Regions from separate parts of the Sus scrofa genome. Here region 1 is linked to region 2. A link is a contact called in public Hi-C data. All regions are on one chromosome and are shown on one strand. Each heading gives the region's core, a stretch centred on a gene start, on an enhancer-like site or on the middle of the called end of the contact. The rest is flanking DNA. Distances are from core to core; before and after follow the strand shown. Region 1 holds the start of OSBP2 (oxysterol-binding protein 2). Region 2 holds the start of SLC35E4 (solute carrier family 35 member E4).

The links. A called contact is a pair of places that touch in the nucleus more often than the background predicts.
Region 1: a contact with region 2 is called in a Hi-C map of embryonic fibroblasts, with 2.0 times the contacts expected there. The contact joins the promoter of OSBP2 here to the promoter of SLC35E4 in region 2. A contact is called at or near these places in 1 of 5 promoter capture datasets (liver), 12 of 47 Hi-C or Micro-C datasets (brain, embryonic fibroblasts, epiblast stem cells and 7 more) and 2 of 2 datasets of contacts at active chromatin or transcription factors (alveolar macrophages and skeletal muscle).

What each region holds. Positions count from the first base shown.
Region 1 is chr14:47,556,198-47,563,341 of Sscrofa11.1, reverse strand. OSBP2 (oxysterol-binding protein 2) reads right to left here and starts at 5,254. Exons shown (of 15, transcript XM_021072949.1): 1 at 4,580-5,254. The coding sequence starts at 5,232.
Region 2 is chr14:47,516,947-47,523,957 of Sscrofa11.1, reverse strand. SLC35E4 (solute carrier family 35 member E4) reads right to left here and starts at 5,356. Exons shown (of 4, transcript XM_021072952.1): 1 at 2,565-5,356. The coding sequence starts at 3,183.

The DNA.
Region 1 (7,144 bases), core at 4,005-6,504, 39 kb before region 2:
CTTTACAACAAATACTAAAGGATCTTCTCTAGGCAGAAAAGAAAAGACAGCAACAGGAAACAAAAATGCCACAAATGACAAGGCTCACCAGTAAAGGTATATATACAGTAAAGATACAAAGTAATCCATGCACAATTATACCACCAAAATCCAAAATCATGAGAAGAGGTGGGTACAAATGCAGGACCCTGGAGATGAACTTGCCATTAAGAGAACAACAACTTAAAACAATCTCATATACATATAGACTCTTACATCAAAACTTCAGAATAACTGCAAACCAAAAATCTACAATTGATACACAAACAAGGAATCTCTGGAGAAGAAATATATCTCATAGTAAATAAGTGCATAATCCACCATGAAGGGGTCATTTGACATCATTGTTGGAATGCTGAAGTCTCCTTAGATCTGATTCTGATTTCCTCTCCATCAGAGAATTTATGATAATTACAATTAAATAACGCAACTGTATAATTAAATAATACAATTGTATTATTAATAACCATTTCTCTCCATGGTACACTGTAAGGTCTATAATGTCTTGTTTATCATATCACCTGGAATGGTGTAATGCCTATATTGAAGAATCAATAAGATGTAACAAATCGTGAGGACATATTTACGTAGTTACACTGTTTTTAAACCAATTTATGCAATATATATTTTACTTATTTTCAGAGGGTGTATTATTTTTGTTATTCTTACCAGTTGTTATTCTTTTTATTATGCTATATAAAATATTTAATGGTATATAAGGCTTTCTTTATAAATTTTAGTTGCATAATATAACAACTTTAATATAATGCTAATTTTTAAAGAAAAATTGAAATGTAATAAATACTAAATAGTAAGGATGAAAGCCATACAAAATGGGATAAAGTATAGAATAAATTTCCTATTTGTCTCAGCATGTTTTCCATTCCACTTCTCCAGAGGGAGTCATTTAATCTGTTTCTTAAGATCCATGATATAATAATCTGTGTGAATATAATTGCCTTTAAATGTATGTATTTTATTCTGCAAAAAATAAAATTTCAGAATTAAAAAAACTGCATGTAGATAAAACTAAATAAAAAGTAAAGAAAGTGGATGGTGACCAGGATTTGGGGTGAGGGTTATCCTGGAGGCGGGCAGGCTGGAGGGTGGGGTCAGGGAGGGAGTACAAGAAATATGTGCCCACTTTCTCCAAACACATTTCTCCAAACACCAGGCTTAATTTAGATAAAAAAAAAATTAGAGAGTGGTCTTTCCAAAAGAGAGAATGGCTCTGATTCCTTCCCCACCAGCCATGCCACCCCAGTGAGTAAAGCTGACTGTACCTGGCCCCTGAGGAAAGGAGATCATGAATAAAAATTCTCTCACTCTGTTTTTAGCTCACAAGTGCCTGAATTTGCCTCTGTGCCTGCTACCCACACTTAGAGAACTATGAGAGTGGGGACCTGGGGGGCTGGAAGGACATGATGCATGCATGGCACTGGGTACAGACCAAGCCCTGGATCACCAGCCCTGCCCTGCCGGAACTGTGAGCAAAGGACTGGAGGTACTCAGCCCTTGAGCCCAGCAGGCAGGATGGCCAGGCCTGGTCTGTAAGGCAGGATTCAGACCAGAAGGAGGGACAGGAAAGCAGTGTTAAATTTTTGAAGTGCTGGGAAGCCCCAGGAGGAGCAGACCAAAGTGTCTTTGAGAAGGCGGGCTGGACAGCAGATAAGTGGTGATTCTGGCTCCACCTCAGAAGAGACTTTCTGTGCACAAAGACTGACTTTCAACCATAGCCAGCAAGCTGGCCACCTCGGGAAAAGCCACTGAAGCTGGTTCATTTGGCCTCAGTTTCCCTCCTTGTAAAATGGGAATGAGGACATCTCTGTGTCTGGCCTCACATGGGGCTAAAGGAGGGCGGAGGGCTAGCAAACATCAGGGATCATTTGTTCCATCAGGTGATTTAAGCAACATTTCTGCCCACCTTGGAATCTGGAAATATCCAAAAATGAAACTACAGAGCTGGACATGCAAGCACACAGACAAGAAAACTTGTCCTCCCGCTCCTCCCCCCTAAACCAGTATTTCTCCCCACAACCTTATCAGCAAGAAAGAAGGATTTTTCTTTTTTCTTTCTTTTTTTTTTTTTTTTGGTCTTTTTAGGGCCACGCCAGTGGCATATGGAGGTTCCCAGGCTAGGGGTCTAGTCGGAGCTATAGCTGCCAGCCACAGCCACGGCCACAGCAATGCCAGATCCGAGCTGCATCTGTGACCTACACCACAGCTCATGGCAACGCTGGATCCTTAGCCCACTGAGCGAGGCCAGGGATCGAACCCCACTACCTCATGGTTCCTAGTCAGATTCGTTAACCACTGAGCCACGATGGGAACTCCAAGAAGGACTTTTTTTAATTACCCAGAGAATCTAAACATTTGAGATTGCCTTGAAATGCCAACTGTCTATACATAGCTATTATAAGAAAAAAGACAGGACATTTTTGCTCTTCCAGTCAAAACAAAAATGCATGAGGTCAGATTTTATTTCCACTAGAACTAGGCCTTCCTGCATGTAAGACCCTAGATTCACAAACACTTTCTTGACCCCCGCAGGTCAGTAGCACCTGGTAAAACACAAATAATTCAGAAATACTGAACTCAAGGATGAGTGGGTATTGGGACACACATCTGGGACAGAAAACCCAGAAATATACCTGTGCACCTATGGTCAGTTAATCTACAACAAAGCAGGCAAGAATATACAACGGAGAAAAGACAGTATCTTCAATAAGCATGCTGGGGAAAACAGGACAGGTACATGTAAAAGAGTGAAATTAGAACATCCTCTAACACCTTACACAAAAATAAACGCAGAAGGGATTAAAGATCTAAATGTAAAGCCAGATACTAGGACACATATCTGGGACAGGCACAGAGCAAAAGGCCCAGGTCAGACTCTCTCTCGCCTGCCCACCTGGCCCAGAGATTCTGGACAAGCCACATCTCTCTGTCAAAACTCAGAGCTCCTCATCTGTACAAGAGGACAATCCTGGAACCCACTTCACAGTGTGGCTGTGAGGATGAAATAAATGAATGCAACATAAAACAGCAAGTGTGGTCCACAGTGGATGTGCCCTATGTGTTATGTCCCTTGTCCACAAGCAGACAGAGTGACACATACTCATAACAAATCACTGAGGATCCCTATCATTGCATGCCTTGATGAAATGTTTACATATCTTACAGAGTATGGGAAGTGAGATAAAAACACCATTTCGAAAAGGATCTCTTTTTGCTCAGTTGCCTCGCTCTAAGAACACTATGTTCTGTGATCCATATGATGCAGCTGAGTGGACTGAGGGGCAACAAGACACCACATGAGATGGACGCATTAGAAACACAGGTCAGCTTTCTCTCTTGCCAGGAATCAATGACAGTGACCCCGCTTTGAGTGGGAACTACCATTTAAGTTCAGTGGAGCTCCCAAATTCTCAGGGACATCACCGACTCAACCATCCTCTAGAAGCTGTGTTCCAAAAAGGCTAGGAAGGACCATATAAGTGCTCTGGTGGGTGACCTGAAGGAATACTGTCCAACTGAGTGAAGACAGCAAGGTGACCTGAGTTTGCAAAGAGCAAGGCAGGGCCCTCCTGCTTGCAATGACAATGCAGCCCTGCTTCTCAGACTGCAGCCCAGAACAGCATCACCTGGGAACTTATTAGAAATGCTGAATCTCAGATCCCTCCTAGACTCACCACAGAAGAAACTCGCAGGGTGGCTGAACACTTGAAGTTTCCACAAGCCCTTTAGGGAATTCTGATGCTTGCTTAGGTTTGGGAATCAAAGGAACAAAGTGATCTGGGATCTCAAAGTTTAAACCAACCACACCCAGGAAACACACCAAGGCAGCCTTTAGTATTTTCCCCCTTTCAGTCAATCTCAGGGGAATACAGTGTTAGCTATCTCTCCACTGGACTTCAATTTTTAATCCCACACTGCTTCTAGAATAAGAAAGGCCAGGGTGGGGGGCTTCCTGGTTCTCCATAGAATACCAAAATGGGCTCCTGAGGGCAGGAACAATGTCTGATACATCTGTGAGACTGCTGTGCCCAACCTAAAGCCAGCAACCAGCAGGCATCAGGAAAATCGAGAAATAGTCTGACCAACTGAGGAGGGAACTGGAGCCTCCCACGAGTGGGACCCAAGGGATGACAAGGTTACTATCCCCCTCAGTTCTAATACAACAATCTTAGCTCCTGAATCAAGGACTTGAGGGGCTGACTCTGGTTAGTTGGCCCAAGTCCCACAGTTACCAAAACCAGAGGGGTCCTAAGGCCTCAAATCACTCCCTCACTCCAACCTCCCTGCTCACTCCCTAGACTCAAGCTTGCCAGAGGTCACATCCACAGGGAACTCCCCTGTCAGATGTCAGGGCCCCAGCCCTTGAAGGTTGGTCAGAGGTATTATTTCTCCTACTAGACTACGTGTTCCCAAACGTCCCTAGGCTACCGGTGGTGTCCTCTAACCATGGATGCCCTCTGTCCCCATCACTGCAGCATCATAACCCTCCAAACTTAGACTCCATACCCTGACACTTCCATACCTGTAGTAAGAGAGGAGGCCATTGCCGAGCACGAACCAACGGCGCTGGTAGCCCTTCAGGTAGTTGGTCCACTTGAGAAGCCAGCCTTTGAAGCTGTCCAGAGGTAGTAAGGCCACCGGGACAGTGGAAGTTGTGCCACTCCCTGGCATTGGAGCCCCAAGATTTGTCTTCGTTTGTCCCGGTCGTGGGGGCTTTGATGCCGGCAACAACCCTGACTCGAGTTTGTTCAAGGGCACGCTCCCCGATACTGGCCCCAGGGCCGGCACCTGCTCGGATGGGGTCTTGGTGAAGGGCCCAGCCCCTGGGCTTGAGCCCAACTCTGGCCCGGGCCCTGACCCCGTCCCCAACCCGGGCAGCAGTTCTAATTCCTGTTTGAACCCTGGCCTCGGTACAGACATCTTGGACTCAGGCTCCGATCTTGGCATCCGCTCAGAAACTGGCTCCGACACCTGTTCTGACATCAGCTCCCGCCTGGGCCGGGGCACTAGCTGGGGCTGAGGCTTGGGCTCCGGCCCGGGGCCGGGCGTGGAAGCGCTCATGCTCGGCGCCGCCGTGTGGCAGGACAGGCAGGGGACAACCGTGAAGAGAGAGGAGAGCCCGCGGGAGCGGCCGCTGAAGCCGCCGCTTCGGCACAGAGCGGCCGCTTTCCCCATAGAGCCCGCAGACCCGAGCGCGGCCGAGTCGGGGGCGCGGGGGAGGGGGGAGAAGCGGGGGTGGAGGCTTGGGGCGGGGCCGGGGGCGCTGTCGCGAGAGCGCGTCGGGGGCGCGCTCGCGTCCCTCCCGGCAGGTGCACCTGGTGCCGCCTGCGCCCGCCAGCTCTCGTCCCCCTCTGCGCGCGGGGGACTGAACTTGGACCTCCACCCTCGCTTGCGTCGCCAGCTCCCGGCTCCGAGTCTAGCCCTAGGAAGACGCCCTAGAAATACTCGTGGGCGCGATCTTGACGAGCGAGCGAGCGCCGCGGAAGGGATGGCGCGCTTCAGACCACCATCCCTGCCTGCGCCCCAACCGGTGCCAGGCGCTGGGCGAACAATGATGAATGCGGAGCCGGCTCCCAGCGCAGCTCTGCACGCTGCCCCGCGCCGGCGCTCCCCGAAACCCAGAGAATGCTCCCGAAGCACAGGGACCCAGCCGAGTGACGTTAAAAGCTGGGGAGGAAGCCCAACGCCCCCCAAGGGGTCCATCACCTGTCTGTGGGTCCTTCCCGCTGCCACCAGGCTCAGAGGCCCGAAGTCACCACGCCTCTACCTCCTGGGTCAGCTGGCCTCGGCTTCATCCAGGACACTTCGCTGCAAGTGGCAACATGGTTCAGGCTCTCTAAAGGAATATAGAAAGAGTTTAGTAAGCGGAGCTTCTTAGTACAAAGGAACACATCTAAAAGCGAAGTTCTTAATTTGGAGCTCCTGGACATCCTGACAATCTGGGCTGGCGGCCTGTAAAACTTCTGTGGAGTTTTACCTGTTTGCATTTTTCCCGGGAGAAGGTCCCTAGTTTTCATGAGAGTCCCAGTGGGATCTGTGTTCCCAGAAAGGTTAAACATCACTGATTTTAAAGAATCTATCCTAAAGGGAAGGTTGATGGTTTCCACGAATACTAGGAAATACAGGCTGAAAGGATGGGTATTGGGCTTCCGCCCCCGAATGGTTGTTTTAGCTGCAGATTTTTGTAAGTTCTGGAGTGCAGAGACCTGCCCATCTTGGTATATCCCATATACCAAAGATGGTCCTCAAACTTGAATGTGCTGACTCAAGGGAAAGCGATTTGGAGGGGGGAAGTGGGTAGAGGAGAAATGTGCAAGTGGGGAATTCAGCTGGGGCTTGCTTTTCATTTATACCATTTGAACCTCTTGAATGTTTTAACTGGGTGTCGGTTTCACCTATTCAAAACTAATAATTGTTTCAAATCACCCCAGGGAAGGTTATTAGAAATTCAGTTTTTTCCAGCCCCGTCTCCCTGGGATTCTGAGTCAAACAAAAGGTCTGAGGGGGAATCCAGGAGCATGCATTTTAATGAGTTCCCCAGGGATGTCTAATGTGGGTGGATTGTGGACCACATTTTGATGGACAGTGATATGGAGGGAAAATCTTGGGCTTTGAGAGTCAGAGCCACTAGGGAAATCCCAGCTCTATCACACCCTAGCTGCCGGACCTTCAGTCACCTCACTGAGCTTCCTCTTACTCATCAGTAAAATGAGGATAATAATCCCTACCTCCAGGTTGAGAGTAAAAAAAATCATGTATGTCAAGCTCATTTGGCATGGTAGGTGCTCAGTATATATTCCCTAGTTATTGAACTAGAGGGTGTTCTGTGAAATGTTTGACGAAACAAATTAAACAGAGACTTGAGCAGTCTGGTCAACACCATGTTTTTCATGCTGTGAATTTAAGCATCTTGTGTGGGGTATGCAAGTTCCATTTAGCCACAGCTCCCACTGCTGCCTATTATCCTAAAGCTAAGTACACTGAACTCCCTGTGAGTCTGTGATCACCCCAAGGGGTGAAAACAAAAGTTCCTTTAAAATATTTAACTGGCTTCTAAAACTTTAAAATTGTAATACATGCATTATTT
Region 2 (7,011 bases), core at 4,107-6,606:
TCCTCCATGTGCTGCTCCTGCTGGCTGACACCTGCGCCCTGGCAAGCCCTGCTTCCCACCCCCAGAACGCCCTCTCCTGCTCTGGCCCTTTGCGAGCTGGGCACGGCAAGGACGGAGTGAGGGCTCAGCATATGTTCACCATTATTACTACATTATTATCTTTATCACTGCCTGCCTCCTCCCCCCGGCAGCCTCCTCTGGTCTCCCCTAAAGTAACAGCTGTGCCCACCTTGGCTCTATCACTTGTCCCCTGCCTTGTCATTGCTACTTCTGAGAGCATCTCCCCACCAGCCTGAGAGCTTATTGGACAGGGTCAGGCTGTTCCCTAATGCAAGTGGGTATAGCTGAGGACAAGTCTCAGTGAGCTGGCACTCCACTTCCCAGCCTTCCTGTGAGTTGGAAGGTGGCATCACTCCTTTCCCCATGTGGCTGCAACTGGCCGGGGAAGGAGGTAAGCTGCTGGATCTGCCTGTGGCTGCTGGGGACTCATCTTCCTGGACTTTCATCCTCTGTTCCCACAGAGCCTGCCTTCAGGAAGGGAGCTGGTGTCAGCCATCTGCACTCTAGTCTGAATTGACCCTGGTGCCTTTCCTGGAACCTCTGGAAGTAGAAACCTCCTCTTGTCCAAAACCCATCTCACCCCATCCCCAGCCTGTTCCTGCTCACTTCTGCTAGGCTCCCATCTCTGCTGGTTGGGCCTCTAGCTTCCTAAGCATGTTCTTTAGCACCCCGAAATACACAGCCTAACCAGCCTTCCAATTCAGAAATATTAATAAACCCACCACTTAAGGGGTACCTGTTCTGTGCCAGGCCCCAGGCCAGGTGCTGGGGACATAGAGATCTCCCAAAGCCAGTTCAGGCCCTCCAAGGGCTCCTGTGTGGTGGGAGGCAGACAGGTAACCAAGTGGCCATAATACAAGGCATGCGGAGCCCTGAGGGGGAAACAGAGGGCGCTGTGGGAGCCTGGAGCAAGCATCCAATCCCCTCAAGGGCCAGGCAGGTGACAAGGAGAGAGCTGGCAGAGCTGTCCCACGCTGTGGGCCTATGGCCTGGTGCACCGCACAGCCCCTCCTGCAGGCCAAGGCTCCTCCCGTGTGAGGAGCATGGGGCTTCAGCAGATGTGGTGTGGGCCTTCCCAGCCTTCTGGCCCTGACCAGAGCAGGGCACGAGGTTAAGTTTCCCACTGACTCAGGTCCAGAGCTCAGGCCCCAGCTCTCAAGTAACCTGAGTGCAAAAATAGAACCGGGCTCTGGCCCTGCCTCAGGGCCCTGGAGGATGGGGACAGGGCTGAGCTCCATCTTCAACCTTCTCTGGCTGCAGACTGCCCCTAACCCCAGCCCAGTGCCCTTGGAGCACCCTCTCCCCTCTCACAGGCCTGGGTCACAGGACCTCAGAGCTGGAAGAGAGAGAGAGCAAGAAAGCCATCAACTCCAACCTCCTCCACCAAACAGATGAGACTGAGGTGCGGCCAAGATCGAGACTGGCCCAAAGTCACCCAGCAAGTAACAACTCAGGTGTGGCTGGAACCCAGTCCTGCCTACCCTGAGTGGGCACCCTTACGTTGAGGCAGAGAGAGAGCGGGGGCTGTGACTCAAACACCCCTGAGTAGGACAGGCAGGAAGTTGGCCTCTACCCTCAGGCAGAGTGGTCTAGGCCTGGAGCCTCACTCACCCTACCCTCTACCCAGAACCCCCGACCCCTTTTCATCAGACCTGAGCTCCAGAGTCACAGGGACCAGGATTCCAGTCCTTAGGGGCTATAGGACTGAGCAAATCATGAACCTCTCTGGGTCTCCATTCCATCACCTGTAAAATGGGGATGAAGGTGGTGCGTGCCATGATGATTCAACGTCAACACCCGGAATGGGGCCTGTTACACTGCAGCTCCCAGTAAACACCAGCCCCTGCCAGATGAGCCCACCCACCTCGCCTTCCGAATCCCAGCTCATGGCCTCGTCCTCTTTCTCTTTCCCGGGTCCCTGCTCTCAGGCTCCCTCTGGGTTCACAGCCTCATGCGACATAACTTGGACAACCTGGAGTTTCTCTGCCTGGGTTCAAATCTTGCCTCTGGGAGTTTCACTGTGGCATGGCAGGATCAGCGGTGTCTCTGCAGCACCAGGACACAGGTTCGATCCCTGACCTAGCACAGTGGGCTAAGGATCTAGCATTGCCATAGGTCATATCTGGAGCTCAGATCTGATCCCTGGCCCAGGAACTTCATATGCTATGGGGTGGCCAAAATAAAAAGAAATTTTAAAAATCTTGCCTCTGCTGCTCATGTGGCCCAACTTTCTTGATCAGGTGTGGAGATCCAATGAGATAAAGGGCTTGGCAAAACATGGGCCACAGATCTACGGCAGCAAATGGTACCAAATACTGGCTGGGCCTCTAGAGCCTAAATCTGGGGTCTTGAACTCACTGATCAGTTGGCCCTTTCTGAGAAGAGCCTCAGTTCCTGACTCTTCATATATTAAATGGGATAATGGCCAAAGCCCCTCACAGGGCCACCCAGGCCACACTCCCACCCCGATCCCCACCTCCTCAGCCGGTGGCCCAGGTACTCACTCTGCTGAACGGACTTGAGGCCACGGAGGCAGGTGGCCACCAGCAGGAAACCACAGCCAGCTGGTGGTGTGCGGAGCTCCCCGGCCAGGCTGCAGGCAGCCCCCAGGCAGAGCGGGCCCATGGCAGCGAACTGCAGCGGATGGTGGCGGCGGCCGAGCAGCAGCCCGGACAGGGCCAGTGTGATCAGCGGCGTGGTGGTGGTGGCCAGCTGTGCCAGGTCCAGGGGCACAGCGTTCAGGCCCACATTGCCACAGGCCATTGAGGTACCAAAGGTGAGGCTGAGCAGCAGCACCTGGCGGCGGGTGCGGCCAGGCATGGGGCGCTGGGCTCCCCGGTGGCATGCAAGTGCGGCTGCCAGCATGTGCAGCGCAGACAGCAGCAGGGGCCGCCCAAAGCCGTGCACTGTGAAAATCCACTTGTTGAGGCTTGACATGCTGGCTCCCGCCAGCAGCCACACCAGTGCTGCCACAGCCACCCGGGCCCGGCCAGGCCGCCCCAGGGCCTGGGGTGTGTCTGGGGGCCACTCGGGGGACCCGGCCAGCCGAGCCCCGCCAGCCAGTGCCACTACCTCAGCTGAGGTCATCCTGCTGTCATGGTGTTCTGGCGGGCAGCGGCACATCCGTACCAGTGGGGCTGGGGCAGGAGGCCGGCCCGCCAGTGACCAGCTCTGAGTCACCAGAGAGCCCCACTCTGGGTCGGGCCAGATCCGGAGTCCTCGGATCCCACCGTGTCTCTGACAGGTGAGGGCACTGCTTCTTGTGCTGGGCCTGTGCCAGCGGCTGTCCAGGAGCTATGCTGCGTTCCCGGCTCAGGCAGGGCAGAGCCCAGGTCGCTTCTACTAGGATGCCAGGCTCTTTGGTGCTCAAGCCTGGCCTAGTAAGTGCAGGGCACCTCTGCCCTGTGCCAGGCGAAGTCTCCACTCTTCTCCCCTCCCAGTGCCCGCTATGATTAGACGGAATACTCCTTTTTCTCTTCAGTCCAGACCCCGGGACTCTCCTGCGTTTTCAGGCTGTACGCAGGCCTGAAGGGGAGATCCGGGCTCCTGAGCCGGGCGGTGCTGGTTGTCGGGGCTCGCTGCCTCCGATAGCGCCCAGGCCCTGAAGCGGGCTGATACGCGGGCCCCTGTTCCGGCCGGTGCCCAGCGGCGAGCTCGGCTCAGCTCGGCTCCGGCAGGGCCTGCGCTCCAGCTCCGGCTCCAAGCGGCTCCGGCTGCGGTTCAGGCTGCGGCGGCAGATCCCGCCAGGCTCGGGCGGAGGGCAAGGCTCCACGCTCTAGGCCCCGCCTCCGCGGCCGCCCCTCTCGCCCCACCCGGAAAATTGGGTTGAGCCTCGGGCGTCACCTCTGGCTAGGCCCCGCCCACAAGCTGCCGGCTCTCCGTCTCTCCCCCATCCGCCTAGCATTCCCTCCGCCAGCAGAGCCCCCCCTCACGGGAGTGGTCAGCCAGTCTGTTCCCATTTACCCTACTGGTGGGGGATCAGGCCTCTCCCCACCTAGTGCCGTGGCAAGCCTCTTAGAGACGAACACAGAGCAGGAGACCACGGGGTATCTTTCTGAGGGAGCCTGATAAAGAGCCCTAGCCTCTCCAGAGATTCCATCTTCAAGGACACCCACCCCGGGAGACCTCCTTCGAAGATGGGCCTCGGGGCCACAGTTATATCCCGTGGGACCTCAGCATCCAGAAGAGCTGGACCACCGGGGCACCTTAATGCCCCTCCCTAATCCGAACACCTCCCTCTCCCAGCCCAGGGCGGGCCCCCTCTAGGCAGGCAGAGGAAAGCTGACTCACCAAGGCCACCCACAGCTGCGGAAGCAGGGCCCCGCCAGCCAGCATCTATCCCTGGCCAGCAGGCCCTGTCCCATCTCCTGGGCACTGGAGGCTGGTTCACAGCTGGACTTCCTAGTGTCCATTCTCTGTCCCCATTCCTGGCAGGACATGAGCCCCAGGTGGGCTGGGAGCCAGAGCAGCTGCCATTAAGCCTTTGCCCCTGCCTGAGTCTTGGCTTTTCCATCAGAATGGACGGTTAGTCTCAGAGCTGAGGTTTGGGTAAACAGCACACCCCAAAACAGGACAGGCTGATAGGAATTCCAGGCTGAGCCCTGGCCTCTCTTAGCTCTAGAGTCAGATATGCAAGAATCACAAGTGCCCAGTGCCCGCTGTGAGCCTCTTTTCTGATGCCCGGTTTCCTTCTGTGGGAGCTCCTGCCAGCTGGGATACTGTTCACCCCTAGCCTGTTTGACCAGCAAGTCCTTGATGAAGGCAACCTGTCTAGAGGAACAAGACCTCAAAGGGAGACCCTTAACACGGTCCCTGGCACCCTCTGGTGGCCAGAACAGAGAATTACTGCAAGTGTTCCCTAATCCCCATCATGATCCTTGGGCTGGAATTAAAATCCCCAGCCTCACTGCTGATTCAGACCTGCTGAATCACATGCCATCTGGTGGGCCCAGGAGTGTGCTTTTTTTTTTTTTCTTCATTTGCCTCTGATGATTCTAATACCTATAGGAGCCTTCAAATCACTGCTGAATACTACGAATTGTAGGGCAGGAGATTTCCAAGCGAAGGACCAAAATATATAGGTGTTTATTTAAACAGCGTTTCTCCAGGAGGGGTTGTGGGAGGGAAACTGAGCCAGTCAAGGGGCAGCCCACCTCGCCCCACATTTCCTGAAGAGGAGGAACTAGGGCCCCTAAGGGTTATATTCTTTTTAAGATTTTGTCAGTTTCCAGTAAGCTTTAATTAAAAAAATAAAACTTGGAGTTCCCATCGTGGCTCAGTGATTAACGAATCCGACTAGGAACCATGAGGTTGCAGGTTCAATCCCTGGCCTTGCTCAGTGGGTTAAGGATCCAGCCTTGCTGTGAGCTGTGGTGTAGGTTGCAGATGAGGCTCGGATCCCGTGTTGCTGTGGCTCTGGTGTAGGCTGGTGGTTACAGCTCTGATTAGACCCCTAGCCTGGGAACTTCCATATGCCATGGGTGCAGCCCTAGAAAAGGCAAAAAGACAAAAAAATAAAATAAAAATAAAAATAAAAAAACATAATAAATAACCCCCTGATCTTCTCAGAGCTGAGTTAGTGGGGAGTGGTAGGCAGTGTCTATACCTCCTCCAAGACTGCCACAAAGCACAGTGGGGGATTCAGACTTAGTCTGTCTGGCTGGAGAGCTCCAGTTTTTAACCTGCCTTGACCTTCAGGCAGTAAAGCTCTCCACAGGCTATTGTGGGAGACTGGGGACGGAGGCAGGTGCCCAGCTTCATGGAGGGAAGCAGGGGCTCCTTCACATCCCCTGGGGTCCACCTAAAAGCCCAGAGCAGCTCCCAGTAGCCTGGCCCTGCCACAGGCTCCCAAATCCCTCAGATCTGACTGTCTCCGCCCCCACTTCACCCCCCCCCCCACAGGAAGCAGGTGATTTGGGAAGGGTCTCCACCTTCAGGAGGCACTGGGAGAGAGGAAGAACCCATTTCCAGCAAGTGGGCTACAGAGGCTGTAGGATGGGGCTCTCTTGTCATTGCATGTTCCTAGACAAATCACTTGACTGCGGGGGCCTCAGTCTCCCCATCTGTAAACCAACCACCCCCATTGCATGTTCCTAGACAAATCACTTGACTGCGGGGGCCTCAGTCTCCCCATCTGTAAACCAACCACCCCCACCAAGCTGTGAGTTAGGCTGTGAGGGGGAACGCAGTTTGGATGGAGTCACACGGATCTAAATGCAGGTCAGAAACAAACCTGGTCCCCAACCCCAGGGAGGGCCTTTGCTTATCAGACTCTTACTGAGGATGCAGCTGTCCTCTCATCCATACCCCTTCTTGGTTCCTGCTGACTGAGCCAGACTGGACATCTGACCCAGTGTCAGGAGATGGCCTATGCCAGTCAGACCCATCCCCAGGCTTCAGGACTCAGGCTGAGAAAATAGCGGGCCTGGGGAACTGAACTGGAAGGTGACATAGTCACTGCTAGGGCCATACTCAGGAGAAGGCCTGAGCCCCAACTTCCATCTCCTCACTGCCTTTGGCTGCCCTTGAATTGGTGGACTGAGTGACCTGAGGTAAGCCATAGACCTCTTAAGCCCCCACGCTTCAAAGGAGGGCAGGTCCTGATTCCCCCAGTAAAGTGCCCTGGGCTGAGATTAAGGAAGGACAGTGAATAAGCACTCTAGAGGCCTGGGCCTAGACAGTGTCACCTTTTTCATTTGGCTTTCAGATACTTTGATCTTTATTTCAATATCAAAACATCTTTTAAATCACCTATTTTTCCTACCTGCCCAGACCCTAAACCTTGGAGACTGACTCTCCTGGAAGAAGCACATGTTTAATCTGCAGCATTGACAATTTGGAGTTACTGGAAAGCCCAATGTGCTGTCTAAAGGGGCCTCTGAAGGCAGGCCCCTTCCTAACCTTGCCAGGGGTGCCTCCCTGGCCTGAACCCCACTTCCCAGAGGGCCACCC